Regions from separate parts of the Drosophila melanogaster genome. Here region 2 is linked to region 1. The links are chromatin contacts, called in public Hi-C maps. All regions are on one chromosome and are shown on one strand. The core of a region is the stretch at or near the end of the contact, and the rest is flanking DNA. Distances in the headings are between cores, read along the strand shown. Region 1 holds the start of drn (doctor no). Region 2 holds the start of Kdm2 (Lysine demethylase 2).

Region 1 (4,123 bases), core at 1,362-3,861:
AAAAATAATATTAAAATTGTGGAGTGTGCAGATAAAGATATTTCTTCGGTCACTGCGATAAAGAGGAAAATGTTATTTAAATTTGGAGATAGCTGAAGGGTATATACACACAAATGCACGCACATGTATATACGCATATCACTATGTGCATGTTTGTACTTGAGCTATCAGTCATTTATTTTTCACTTATCAGCAGAGACGTCCTTCGCTTCAAAGTCTACATTTTGTGGTTGGGGTTTTGGTTTTTGGCAAGTCGTAATATTTTCTTGGCAAAGAACTATAGAAAAAACTTGAACAGCTGCACTGAATGAAATGAGATTAGGGATTCATATTCTTAATGCATAACATTGTACTTGTTCCTTCTGCTTACACTTCGTTAACTGCTGTTAACAGTATATTCTTCAAGAAATGTGGAAACTATTTCATTTTTTAATTAATTTTTTTATAATTTAAGTATTTAAAATTTAGTTTTTATTTTGAAAACTCAAAAATGTAATTTAAAGTCAATTCCCATATATTTTGTATGGCATTTTCTACTATTTATTTAACTGCTATTTATTTATTGTTCCTGTCTTCGTAATTCGCGCGACATGGCAACGCTAGTCTAAGCACACACACGACAAAGTGACGTAGGCGAGCCCGTGTGTATTGGTGACTGTGGTGAAGAGAGAGAGAGCGTGGGGAATCGACTAGTGGTGAGTAAGCAACGTAGGCGAGCGAAGAGGAAAATGAAATAAATTATAATTTTCTTTTTCTCATTTGAATTCACTTACTTTTTCAATTCGTTGTGGGTGGAAATTACACAGGCTTGAATCAAAAACTTAGAGCTTTGTTCAAATCACAGTAGTTGGAAATTTTTATGTGTTATGTTGGTCTCGCAGAAATTCAATTGGTTGCTAGTAATTATTTTAATTTTTTCTTTAACAGAGAATTGCACAGGGATCGTTGAAGAAGGAGGAGGGCAAAAATATATCACAAAATGGTGCACGACGCAGTTGCTTTTCCTCGTTTTTCCTTCGTTTCAAGTGGCGAATTACGGTTTTTTCTGCAATATTACAGGATTTTTTTTCTTCTTTTTTCTTATGCACAACGCACACGACTGCGACGCTGCTGCTGAGCTGCGTCCTGCGGTTTTTCTCAGCTGCAAGAGGAAAACGCTGCCAGTTTTCCTTTTGCTTTCCTTTTTAACTCGTTTCTTATTAATCGCGGAGCGCACTAACACGACCGAGAGAGAGGGAGGGGAGCGCGGAAAAGTGATTACTTTATTATCTAGTTTAGTTAGCAAGGCGCTGACTGGGCTGACGATGACAGTTGTGGGTAATTGAAGCCAAAAACCAACGTGGATCTGATCCTCCAAACGCGAAGTGAAGTCTCCAAGCACTCTAACAGAAATGAGCGGACCTCGCAACGCTTGATGACTGCGACTGGCGAGCTAACAGAGCTCTGTTGGTGGCAATTTGGTGATGAGAGCGTGAGTCTGTCACTCAACTTCTCCGGTTGAAAGCAGTTAACAATACCAGGAGTATGTAGGATTGAAATGATCGAAATGATTATTATTTTCAATACATTAGCTATAAAAGAAACACTTATTTATATAAAATCGAATACAATGTTTGTTTAAAATTATTTTCAATTTGTATTTTCTCCTCTTGACAATAAAATCAAACGCAAATTGGACCGAAATGTATGTAAAATAAAATTCTTATCGTGACACGACGTAACATAAACTCATGGTCTCATCTCTAGCCCAAACGAGCGCTGTTAACGCAAAAAGAGCGTTGATTGCTGGTGTGGTGAGAAAGTGGTTAGGAAAGGGGAATGAAGGATGACAGGCTAAAAAGAAATCGCCAGTCAACGGAGAGAAGCCATGTAGGAAATAAATTAAATGTGAACCGAGCAAAGATGGTCGAAAATGCGTATTTCCAACGAAAAACACCACGCTATGTTAGCCCAACAGTGCAAAGTGCACACACAATAAGATTGTGGAAGGGGAACAGAGGGAGACAAGAGACAAAAGACCAATGCAACGATAGAGAGTCAAATTTATATCGAGTCCCTGCCAACAAACCAAAACTATTTCCGCTTACTGGGCGTTTCAAGAAACCTTCAAACGCGCTTTTAATAATCTTTATGGTTTTTCGTATGACTTTAAATTGGGCGACGACATAATTTCGACGACGCCATATTGTTCGCCAGCCCAAAGAGAGCTACAGCGTGTTAACAGCCGCAGAGAGCGAAACTGCGCTGCTGCGTCATCAATGCAAACTGCGCACTTTTTAAAAAAAATAATTTTAATATCAATTTCTATGCGTTCACCGAACGGGAAACAAAAGTATTAATGTAGAAATCGCCTAGCGTATGGCGATTGCTTTGTCTTCCCCAATAGTAATCTTTTTGATAACAGTGCCATATTGTGAAATGGCTGTTGGCTGGCCGTGGTGAGTATTTGCCGCAGTTTAACAGGCCTGAAATTTGGTTTTCCAAATCACCCTTACCAAGAGAATGTCCGTTTTGAGGTGCACTTTGTCCAATTTCATTACTGATGTTTCAGAACATTTGTAGTCTAATTTCGTGTTTTGTCCTTACTGAGAATGGAATGAAGCACAAAAGCTTAGTGTTGATTAGCTCTGAAATGCAGTGCTAATAAAAATTATACAGCACTGAAAATATGATTGCCCAGTTTTTGCTCATTACATTCTTTTTGTCTATTTTGTATATATCTAATAAATAATACTTAGAATGTTAAATACAATTTAGGAAATATTATTTTCAATAAATTCATGCATACATTTATTAAATATATATTAGAGGGTATCGTCAATCCGACCACGCTTTCACATCGAAATGTTATTTTGTTGCGATCACTCGCAAAGCAAATGTAAAATCAAAAGCAAATTAAAAAGTCAGAGTGGGGCTAAGAATTCGCTTAATTAGAGGTCATAGGCTCCAATGAGATCGTGTTCATATAAATAATATAAAATATCACTTACGATCCGTAGATAGATACCAGTTTGTAAAGTTTCTCGACAAATATTTCAGCTATCAAAGGTCGCACCTGCCTACGAAATTGGTTCTGCACTAGCCTTGTTGTGATGACAAACAAGCCAAAATAAAAAGCAATAAAGAAAAAAAACCAACCAAAAATAATAACAATTTAAATGAACAGACAGTAAAAATACGCTAGTGCTAACGAACTTTGTAAACTTAAAGGCAAGGTTGCAAGCAGAAAAGCTCCAAAATTATGCGAGACGTACAAAGGCAAACTTAAAAGCGAGCGATACTAAATACTACGTAGTATAAAGTCGCTGAGCGTTAAAAATAAAATATCAGACACGCAACAGCGACGGCTGCCAGCAGTGTTTTCTATAGAAAACGAAAATTATTTCCTGTTTTCAGCAATAACAACCGCGCGTGAGGTGGAAAACGAAAATATTGCCCTGCAGGCGGAGATAACAGAGTTGGGGGTGTCTAACAGTCGTGGTGAATCCGAAACGCATTTGGCCATTGCATTGCAGTTTGTTTACCATCACGTATTAGCCACAAACCTTATAGAGTATGTACATACACATACATACATGTGTATGTATTTATACGTATACCCCGTAGCTTGCCCCATGAAGTTAAAACGACGCAGTTGTAAGAGAAACCAAGACGAGGCGGAGATACAAAGGGGCCTCAAACAATGCGTAAAAAAGGTGATTGATAACAAGGTGCGCCTTACAAATGTTCACTGTCTGCCCTCCACGAGCAATACAGAAATTCGTTTAGACCTCCAATCCATACGAAATTCTCTGCGCTTATCTATTTAAATGCTCTGATTTGGGTAATAGATTTGTATAGATTTGTATGTATGTATGTACATTGTAGCAGAATTTAGCGAGACTTGCAGTATATAAACGTACATAATAATTCCCTTTTTATTGCTTAATAAAAAGAAGCAACTATCTACATAACTCTTCATTTACCTTTAATTTTAGCAATTTTTGGTAAAACATATTACTTATTTGTCACAGTGTCTATAATTATGCTGATACAATTGGAGCTACAAATAGAGGGTGAAACGTTTTTCGTGCACACAGTTGCACTTTATGTAAACATGTGGGCACACGCACAAGGTTGCGGA
Region 2 (4,187 bases), core at 373-2,872, 290 kb after region 1:
AGTAGAGCCGGCTTGTAACTTAGGAAAACGTACGTAATTGAGCAGCTTCTTTTGACTTATTTAAGTCAACTATACATATCTTTCCTAATGGGAGGTGTTAGTTAACTCGATTATTCCGGGTTATCAGAGCACTGAATTAATAAATTTGAACATCTGGCGGCAACAAACAAAATAAATTTCCACCTATTTTTCGGTCTTACACAGCTGGTCCTGTTAGTTCGATTTATCGAGTGAAACTTAACAAATGCACCCTAGGGAAGTACGACTGTAGGTTGTCGTGGCTTTATCGGTTATTGATAGTGAGGAAGGGAGGGGGCGGGGGGTGAAAGGTAAAAGTGGGGGTGCGGCGGTACTTACCAGTTGACGCCGCTGCACGCCTTTTGCATTTGGACTGAGATTGCCGTTGCCGTTGTTGTTGTTGCCGCCACTGCTACTGTTGTTGCTATTGCTCTTGGCAGGCGACGACCCCGTTTCAACGGCGGTGGACATCGCTGCCTTCTATTTTATACTTTTTTGTTAACGCTTTATAGTTGCAGCTCGTTTCTGGTTCCACTCGACGGACTCTATTGGCCAGACTAGAGCTGGAAAATCACAAAATCGTAGATGTAGATGATGCGTCAGACGTTTACGTTTACATTTACATTTAGTGGCGTTTTTAAGCTGAATTGCAATCCGACGCCGCACCAACAAACTAATTACGCTTATTACTTCACACAAATTGAACGGCCAGCACACGCACACACTCCCACACACAAACGGTCCGACACGCGACGCGGAGCAGCGCACAGGCACAAGCTCACTCACACACGATTGGCCGACCAATGAGAGGGAGCACAAGAGGTTGGAGCCCAAGAGCTCGGAGCACAAGAAACCCACCAGCAGAAGCTGAAGCAGCAGCAGAGGCCCAGCCGGCAAACTCACCACGCGGCAAGTACAGTGGCTCACCGGCCGGAGGGGGGTGGCCCCCAACGCGTGTGCCGCTGCCCAGAGGCTCCACCACTGCACTGCAATGAGAGCGATGAGAGGGAGAGCCGCGAAGAAAGCGGAAAAACAAACTAGAGTGGTGAGTTCGACTCCGGCGACGCGTACTCGAAATACTCCCTCTCATTCGTGCATCGGTCAACGTGATGTTTTGCCATTCAACACACAAAAAACGCTCACTTATCACGCTCCACGTATATTCGCCACTTTCCCATGAACTTGTAATAAGAATTCTAAATTTGCACTTCGCCTCGTATCTAGTTTTTGTCAGATTTCCGCCGCTGCGGATGCGATTTGAGTGCTATATGTGGTGGTGGCTCTGCCGTTCGCCTTGCTTTTGTTCTGATTCGTCTTCTCATTCTCCGAATTACAATCTTTTCGCTTGCGCCATGAAGTAAATTATAATTATAATTCATACGCTGTCAATGTGGGGGCCGTTCACTAAACTTTTCACAGCACCAAAAACGCACACACTCTTATACAAGTGTGTATTTTAAATAATAATTACCAAATAAACACTTATTTAAACGGATTTCTGGGCAATCCGCACTCGGACGTACTCGATTTTTTCCGTACGCGAATCGCTGAAAAATCCAGCAGCGCTGCGATCCGACCTCTCTGCTGGTTTTTTCAATATGACGGCAGTTGGCCAACACCAATGTTTCAGTGGGACCGCCCTGTCCAAAAATACCAAATACCAAAGTTCAATATTAAATCATTTTAAACAGTCATTTAAACAATCAACCAGTTAATTTAACGGAAAACTAGCTCGGCAAAATTAAAAAATATATAAATGTTATAAATGCAAAGAGGTTCTTACAATATCGGACTTAAGCATTCATAATTTTATGTCTATTTAACATTTTGCGTTATTTGTTATATATATAAGATCATACAAAGTTTTGCTTACAGTTTTATTCTTTATTCTTTATCAATTGCAAAAAATACGTATCTTTCTAATTTTAGTAGCCAGCAAAGAAAGGTCGATTCCAAAAACGCAATGTAAAGTATATTTTAAACAATATGGTAGATTCAGCTCGTTCGATCCACTTTACTGCAGAAACTCATATACTGTAAAAAGTGCTTATAAATTGATGTAAAAAGTAAAATGAATTAGTTCATCTTAGAAAAACTTTTCTTAAGTCAGGTGTTCGTTTGACGTCCGCCGTTGCGTCTCTCGAAAGTTATCTGTTCTCGACTCACTTGCTTCAAATAACGAATATTCCGGAACATTCCAGATTGAATCACATACATCTATCTATTTTCAATAGTAATAAAAAAATAAGGAGGCGGAGTATTCTTGCATGCTATCAACTGGGTTCTTACGGTTACGGACATACAAATCTACACTTTAATGCTTATGGTTTAGGGTTTTATATGGCTATCGCTACAGGTCTTCGTCCATGTGCTCCTGCTCAGACTTGTTAAGATTCACGCTGCACGTGTTGTTGTTCTCGAAGAACTCCAGATCGTCATCGTAGTCATCCAGCTCCTGGACCGCCGGTGCCGCAGCCATGGGTGCCACTATTTGGGGCGACACCATCTTGACTTCCGGCATCGGCATCGGCATCTGCAGTGGCGAAGGCTGCCAAGGGACCAAGGCGGTGCAGGGACGTGGTATGGACTTGATTAGCCACTCCGGTGGTATTACAGGTGGAGCGGAACCGGGACCCGATCCTGGCTTAAGGCCATCACAAATTACGATGCGATTGGCATTGCGCAGTTTCTGCTCCAGTTCCATGGCCGCCATTTGATAGGCGGGATTGGGGTGGTGGGTCTTCCCGGTGCTGGTGGATGGTATATCATCCGTGGCCAGTCCGCCCGTAACGCTGGCCACGCTGTTGTTGTTGCTAACAACGGCCGTGGCGGCGACATTGATCTTCGGATCCAGCGATAGACCGCTGAAATGCTGGGTGATCCTCTCCTCGGTTATAAGCATTTTGGGTGGTCTGCAATGAGTTCTGTGGTTAGTATTTTATGTGGATGTTGTGTTGAGGATATAGCTTACAGCACTGCCGGTGCCGGCTGCTCGGATTTTCGCTTATGCTGCCATTTTACCAGATCATTCTCCACCGAATTGCCGAAGGTGCTGCAGCTCCCGAATCCGAAGTCCATGATACCGCCCGGAGGAGGCGCATTGAATGGGAATGATTTCCGCTTGCTCTGGGGCTTCATCGCCAGTCTGTGGGCATCAGAGATGCAGTTGCGTGGGCAATAGTTATGCAAAGGAATGGTGTTCAAAATTGCAATGGAGATTGGATTTGCGACTTCTTGTTTTCCTTTTCACTGCAGTGTGGCCAGATGGCGTTGGCATAAATAAACCAAAAAAGATGCATCACACTTGCACTGCTAAGACACACTCAAACGTTAAGCGTTGAATTTACAACAGTATCAGATTATTCATACAGATAAAATTGTACGTGCGCAGCATTATCTTCGTTTTATTCTTGGTTATTGAGAAATCTGCAATTTGTCTACCCCTGAAATATTTTAATCTAAGGCCAATTTCGAAATTTCGAACTAGAAAGGTACTAAAAAATACCCGTTTTAAGAGCCATAAAAAGGGCTGCAACGCGCTTCTTTTAAATATTCCAAAGCGACAAGTGTGAAACCAAGTTCTTTTATAGAATACTTTAAACAAAAAGTGTTGCAATATTTAACGAGCTTAAAAGTATATTAGTGCAATAAACTCTAATAGGACATCAGATATTATTCAACAGATCAAACGTTTTCAGTTATTAAAAGAACTCGATTCAAAATGCGATTCACAAGGTGAGTTTTTGAAATCCGTACTTTGTTACATCTCCATTATTCATCGAATATAGCTATATATTAATTATGCCATGTGCTTCTCCTACAAGCATTTTTAGTTCTTAATTATTGTTTTGAAAACATGAGTTACAATGAAAAATAAAGGACAAAACATTTTCTTTCTGAAAACTTCGAAAATAGTTCTATAGCTTAAAACAATTTTGACAATAAATTCACAATAATTTTCTATCACGCATCCTTGGGACACAAATTTGTAACGACCAGAGAAAGTAAAATGCTCGTCGAAATATTCCAGTTGTAAATTAAACAAGCTTGTTAAAGCATGACTCCCATTGGGCAGCCCACTCGCACTTTCCACGGGGGTTATCTCCGTTCGAAAATAACATGTTTTTCAACCCAAAACGGGAGCAATCATCGTCCGCGAACAACATTGT

Evidence for each region. A called contact is a pair of places that touch in the nucleus more often than the background predicts.
Region 2: a Hi-C map of the Kc167 cell line shows a contact between it and region 1, with 5 times the contacts expected there. A contact is called at or near these places in 20 of 107 Hi-C or Micro-C datasets (the Clone 8 cell line, the Kc167 cell line, the ML-DmBG3-c2 cell line and 12 more) and 3 of 7 datasets of targeted methods (all in the Kc167 cell line).

The regions. Positions count from the first base shown.
Region 1 is chr3R:9,339,142-9,343,264 of dm6, reverse strand. It overlaps drn (doctor no), which reads right to left and starts at 2,611. Exons shown (of 5, transcript NM_001275480.2): 1 at 2,496-2,611. lncRNA:CR43301 (long non-coding RNA:CR43301) reads left to right here and starts at 3,273. Exons shown (of 1, transcript NR_048352.1): 1 at 3,273-4,123.
Region 2 is chr3R:9,049,930-9,054,116 of dm6, reverse strand. It overlaps Kdm2 (Lysine demethylase 2), which reads right to left and starts at 1,622. Exons shown (of 6, transcript NM_141607.3): 1 at 1,490-1,622; 2 at 358-581. The coding sequence starts at 489. Mst85C (Mst85C,) reads right to left here. Exons shown (of 3, transcript NM_001275470.1): 2 at 2,990-3,163; 3 at 1,886-2,930. The coding sequence starts at 3,156. The coding sequence ends at 2,369. Nmdmc (NAD-dependent methylenetetrahydrofolate dehydrogenase) reads left to right here and starts at 3,562. Exons shown (of 3, transcript NM_057581.5): 1 at 3,562-3,753. The coding sequence starts at 3,740.